Regions from separate parts of the Mus musculus genome. Here region 1 is linked to region 2. Evidence: chromatin contacts called from public promoter capture Hi-C data. All regions are on one chromosome and are shown on one strand. Each heading gives the region's core, a stretch centred on a gene start, on an enhancer-like site or on the middle of the called end of the contact. The rest is flanking DNA. Distances are from core to core; before and after follow the strand shown.

Evidence for each region. Promoter capture Hi-C pulls out the DNA fragments that hold promoters and counts their contacts.
Region 1: a promoter capture Hi-C map of neural stem cells shows a contact between it and region 2. The contact joins the promoter of Dna2 here to the promoter of Ccar1 in region 2. A contact is called at or near these places in 12 of 39 promoter capture datasets (3T3-L1-derived adipocytes, the C10 cell line, the HPC-7 cell line and 8 more), 9 of 484 Hi-C or Micro-C datasets (cranial neural crest, embryonic stem cells, erythroblasts and 3 more), 12 of 115 datasets of contacts at active chromatin or transcription factors (the 230-238 cell line, the HPC-7 cell line, the SCID.adh cell line and 8 more) and 5 of 9 other capture datasets (adipose tissue, embryonic stem cells, liver and 2 more).

The regions. Positions count from the first base shown.
Region 1 is chr10:62,945,750-62,948,449 of GRCm38.p6, forward strand. Dna2 (DNA replication helicase/nuclease 2) reads left to right here and starts at 1,280. Exons shown (of 21, transcript NM_177372.3): 1 at 1,280-1,420. The coding sequence starts at 1,344. Slc25a16 (solute carrier family 25 (mitochondrial carrier, Graves disease autoantigen), member 16) reads left to right here. Exons shown (of 9, transcript NM_175194.2): 9 at 1-745.
Region 2 is chr10:62,790,966-62,793,665 of GRCm38.p6, forward strand. Ccar1 (cell division cycle and apoptosis regulator 1) reads right to left here and starts at 1,403. Exons shown (of 25, transcript NM_026201.3): 1 at 1,251-1,403; 2 at 1-77. The coding sequence starts at 28.

The DNA of each region.
Region 1 (2,700 bases), core at 30-2,529, 150 kb after region 2:
TTTCCCAGAGGCAGTTATGATAAAGATTAAATATCTTTGCCCTTAAAAGGAGAGTAGCATTGTAGATGCTTGTCTAAAATAACTTGGTATGTACTAGGAAATGTAAATGGACCATCAATTTAGATGAAGCAATGTTTCTGAGGTATTATGTCAAGATATAAGTTCTTCCATGTAATGTAATTTTAGTGTGTCATAGTCCGAAGCGTAAATATAAACCACATTTTGATTGTTACATTTTAAAAAGGTTGTTTAGAATATAAGAATTCTGATCATTGTGTTTAGAACACTTTTTGTTGTAAGCATGACCCATGGAGTAGAAGCATCAAGCCTTCTCTAGAGGTAGTTATTTGTAGAACTGATGTGATTTTTAAAACATTAAAATTAAGCTGCAAATGTTATTTCTGCATTTTTTCATGTATATAAATATTTCTTGTCACATCTTGGAAAAAATTGGATGAATTAGTTTCATTTTTATAATCTTTACTTTAAAAATAAAAATGTATCATGTGATTTGTAAATGTACCAGGAGTGGGGATAAGTCTGTTTATAAAACTCTTTTGTATATTTTAATTTCTGGACTACATTGTAGCTAATTATTCCATTCAATCTTAAGGTAATTTAAATCTATAAAATAAATATCGCAATTATATTATCAATAAAGAGAACTGAAGATATTTTCTAAAATAAGAAATTGCCTTCTATGTCTGTTATAGAATCCATATGATATTAAAAGTAATTTTTTATCCTTGTTTTGATGGCTTGGTTTTTTTTGTTTGTTTGTTTGTTTTTTTGAGACAGGGTTTCTCTGTGTAGCCCTGGCTGTCCTGGAACTCACTCTGTAGACCAAGGCTGGCCTCGAACTCAGAAATCCGCCTGCCTCTGCCTCTGAAGTGTTTGGATTAAAGGCGCGCGCCACCACGCCCGGCTTAGATTTACTTTTTAAAAAATTTATTTTGTTTGTGTGTGTGTTTGTGAGTACTATGCACTATGTGCATGAGGATGCCTTTCCAGGCCAGAGGGTGGGAGGCATCAGATCCCTGCAACAAGACAGGTTCGTAGTGGAAATTCAGCTGCATCTCCCGCTCTCCTGCTCTGAAAAGCCCGAGACGGGGGATTGCTATGAGACGCGTGCAGTTGCGCGGCAGCCCAGCAGGTTCATGCAGGCATCCGGTCCTGGAGTGGAGACGGCGGAAAAGCGCCTCCGGTCCGGCGCTGTGCTTCCCGGCGCGGAGAGCGCGGGAGCCGCTGGCGCGCGGGGCGCCTGCTGCGCATGCGCAGCGAGCTGGCGCTTCTCTAGCGCCGCGAGTTACGGCTGCCCGCTCTCCCGGCGGGCTTCGGCAGGAATGGAGCCGCTGGACGAGCTGGACCTGCTGCTGCTGGAAGAGGACGGCGGAGCGGAGGCCGTGCCGCGGGTGGAGCTGTGAGCCTGCGGGAGGGCGGCGGGCGCGAGCGGGACCTGCGCGGTTTTCCCGGGTGTTAGCTGGAGGGTGATCGTCGGCCAGTCTTAATTGGGACCTGAGCTTGCTGGTGTAGCCCGCTGCTTTTTCACACGTCAGCCCACCCCTGTCATTGATACTTTGGATTTGATTTTGTCTTATTTGCATGTGCGGAAGACCCGCTTGTGGCGGTCGGAGGAGCACCCGTGCTAGTTATTTTCTTTCACGTGGGACGTCGGGGTCAAACTCCGGGCTGAAGGCTTGCCAGGAATCGCCTTTAGTCAGACGACCCAGTGTTCGTTCGTTCTTTCTTTCTTTCTTTCTTTCTTTCTTTCTTTCTTTCTTTCTTTCTTTCTCTCTCTCTCTCTCTCTCTCTCTCTCTCTCTCTCTCTCTCTCTCTCTCTTTCTTTCTCTTTTTTGGTTTTTTGAGACAGGGTTTCTCTGTGTAGCCCTGGCTGTCCTTGAACTCACTTTGTAGACCAGGCTGGCCTCGAACTCAGAAATCCGCCGGCCTCTGCCTCCGGAGTGCTGGGATCAAAGGCGTGCGCCACCACGCCCGGCTTTTATTTATTTTTAAATTTACTTAAGTGTACATATGCAAGTGCCTGAGTTTAGAGGCATCTCCTGGCGCTCGTGCCATCCCTTCAATATATCTTTTAAGAGCTCCTGGAGGTGTTACACCCGGTATACAGTAGGTCCAAGCCCTCTAATGCCATAAAGATTAGTATGATTGGCAGCTCCTGGCAGCAATTGCAGTGAACCTTTCATGCTGCTTCCCGCGTCCCTCTTTTTTCCTTCAAGCAGTAGTTGGGCGGACCAGGTACAGCAAGCAGGTGCTGTGCCACTGAACATTGTCATGCCCAGCACAGCAGGTGCTATGCCACTGAACTTTGGCATGCCCAGTATATCAGTTATCTGGAAAATGGACAGGACTAGCTCTCTTTAGTTGTACTTCCTAATTGCTTTCGACTGTGGTAGAAGCCCTTTTTGGTATTTTCCAGTTTTTGAGGTAGCCCAGGCTAGCCTCGAGCTGAGATGTGTAGCCAGCCCAGGACGGCTTTGACCTTCTGATCTCTGATCCTCTTTTTTTCCACTTCCCAAGTGTTTGTTTTGTTGCTGTTGTTTTATACAGGGTCTCATTTTGTAGACCAGGCTAACCTTGTGTGGTTAGGAGGTAGGAGTGGGCCCTGGAGGCCCAAGAAAAAGCCACACAGGCTGATTAATGTCTAGTCCAGGTATTGGTGAGAGTTGGCCAAACTGGTGG
Region 2 (2,700 bases), core at 153-2,652:
GATTCTTCTGTCCTCCAAACTGAGCCATGATGCAAGGGGGGGAAAACTTTCACTTGTTTCCCTTCTATAGCAGATACCTATAAAGGATATAGGAAAAGGCTAGTTTAGAGAAATCATTGATATATTAAAGACACGTTCCAAACAAGAACCAACCGAAGTGTGCAACAGAACATTTGAAATAAAACGCACAACCAGCCTATCAACAGATCACTTGTGCATACTCTATTTAAAAGATATCCTTGGGGCTGACTTAAAGGAACTTCCTTCAGTAACTACAAGGTCATTTCCTAAAAAGGTCTGCCCGAGCTTAGTGGCAAAGCCTTTAATCCCCTCCCAACCCATCCCTCCAGAGGCAGAGTCAGGCGGATCTCTATAAACTCCAGGCCAGCATGATTTATATGACATTACAAACCAGCTAGGGCTAGATACAGAGCCTCTCTCTCTGGGGACAAACGAACTTATAGACGCAGCAAGTACAGCCTGCGTGTTTCTTTGGGCGATGGTCTGAGGTCCTGCAGTGGGGTTAAATCAATAACGGAAACTGCGTCGAGACCCCCCCTCCCCCATAAAGGTATTGGCAGATACCATCTCAATAACGAACATTACTTTAAGGGCTAGGAAGTCACTATGGCCTTTGTCACCCTAGTCTCCACTCCGGGAGTGGGGAGGCAGTTGGGAGGACGCGCGGCTCCAAAAGAACCACTGCGAAGACCCCGGCTCAAAAACCCAAGAGAAAAGGAAAAGATGGGCCTGGCATCCCGGGGTGAGGACACTCATCTTCCTCCCACGCGCCGGCCGTGAAAGATGGAAGGCAGCGCCCCAGGCCGCGGCCACTGGGGCCCGCGGGTCGTCGCAGTCCCCGAGGTCCCCGGGCCGGTCTGAGAGAACCTCCAAGCGCTGGAAACGCTCGCCGCCGCCGCCCGGGGCCGGGTCTCAGCGGCGGGGCAGCGCGGGCCGGAGGACGCACGGCCTCCGGCCTGGCCCGGCCCAGTCGAAGGGGCGCAGGCCGCACCTGAGGGGCCTGGAGCCGCTGCGCTGGGGGCAGGGCGCGGCGCGTGGGGCCTACTCCGACCCGCACAAAAGGGACCGCGTCCCTCGCCCGCCGGCCCCGCGGCGTCCGCCATCACACACCCACCCGCCACCGCCACATCACTCGCTCCCTACCCCTCCGCTGACCGGCTGCCAACGAACGGAAGCAACCCGCCGCGGCCTCCCACCGCGCCACACCAAAACACTGACCAGACCTTCACCTGAGTCTGGCCCGGGTTAACCGAGAAGCCATTTCAAACCCGTCAAGCTCAGGCGCATGCGCAGACTGCTTTCCCCTCCAACCCCCCTGCCTACGCCGCACCGCCTCCCGGTTCCGAGAGGAACGGGCGCGTGCGCGAAAAAAGTTCGGCGTGCGCGCTCCCCGCGAGTGCGTTCACTGGGGAGCGAGAGCGAGCCTCAGCCGGGTTACCTTGACTTCGCTGAACAATGAGCTGGCTGTCGCTCGCCTGCTCTGAGGCCAACGCTGTCCTTCCCTGGGAGAGAGAGGGAGAGCGAGCGGCAGTCACGTGGTCCGGCCGGTGTCGCCGCCGCCATCTTGTGGTCCCTCTATTCTTGTTTGGAACATGTTTGGAAGAATAAGCCTGTAAGAACTTCGTTGTTAGCGGGCAGTGGTGGCGCACGCCTTTAATCCCAGCACTCGAGAGGCAGAGGCAGGCGGATTTCTGAGTTCGAGGCCAGCCTGGTCTACAGAGTGAGTTCCAAAACAGTCAGGGTTATACAGACATATCCTGTCTCGAAGAACAAAAAAAAAAAATTTTTTTTTGTTTACATTCTTTTCATTTTTAGAGGGTTTTGCCTCCATGATTTATGCGCACAGGTGTGGGCTTGGTGCCCCTGGAGCTGAGAAGACGACAGATCCCCCGAAACTAGAGTTCCTGACCGGTGTGAACCACCCCGTGGGTGCTGATAATCAATCCCAGGTCCTGAGAACAGAGATTAGTGCTTTTAACCGCAGTGCCATCTCCTCGGGATTAAGGCTGGAATGTGTAAAAGCGAACAACTGAGTGGATTTTAATACACTGAGTGCAGGCCATCATCACCCCTAGTATTTGAAGACCCTACTGAAAAGAAACAGCTGGAGGATTTGGGGGGCGAGAGGGAGTGGAAAGGTTGGGGGATGGGGGAAGTGCACACCTCTAATCCCAGCGCTCAAGAGGCAGAGGCAGACACAGCCAGGGCAACACAGATAAACCCTGTCTCAAAAAATGAAAGACAGAGCTATTATTAAGTCATTTTCTAATTTTGTCCTACACCTGCTGGTGACATCTAGTCAAATTCTCAACATGAAATAGCTTATGCTAGGAATCCCACATAAGATTAGCTGAGCCAAGCATGATCAGGTGGTGACCTGTAATCTAACACTTGGGAGGGAGGGGAAGGGAGGATCAGGAGTTCAAGGCCAGCCTGGACTGTGTAACACCTTATCTCATCAAACCCAATAGGATAAAATATATAGCTTTTTCTGTGGTTCCTTGTATTTTTTCCCTTAAATTTTATGAACACAGGATCACATAGGTACACGTTCTTTAATATTTTTCAAACCACAAGGGTCCTTTCTCCCACTTAAGTAAAACTTACAGAAGTTGGGTAAAATGTAACTCCTTTGTCCTTACTAATTCTGTCCTGACCTTCAAACTATTAGAATATAGT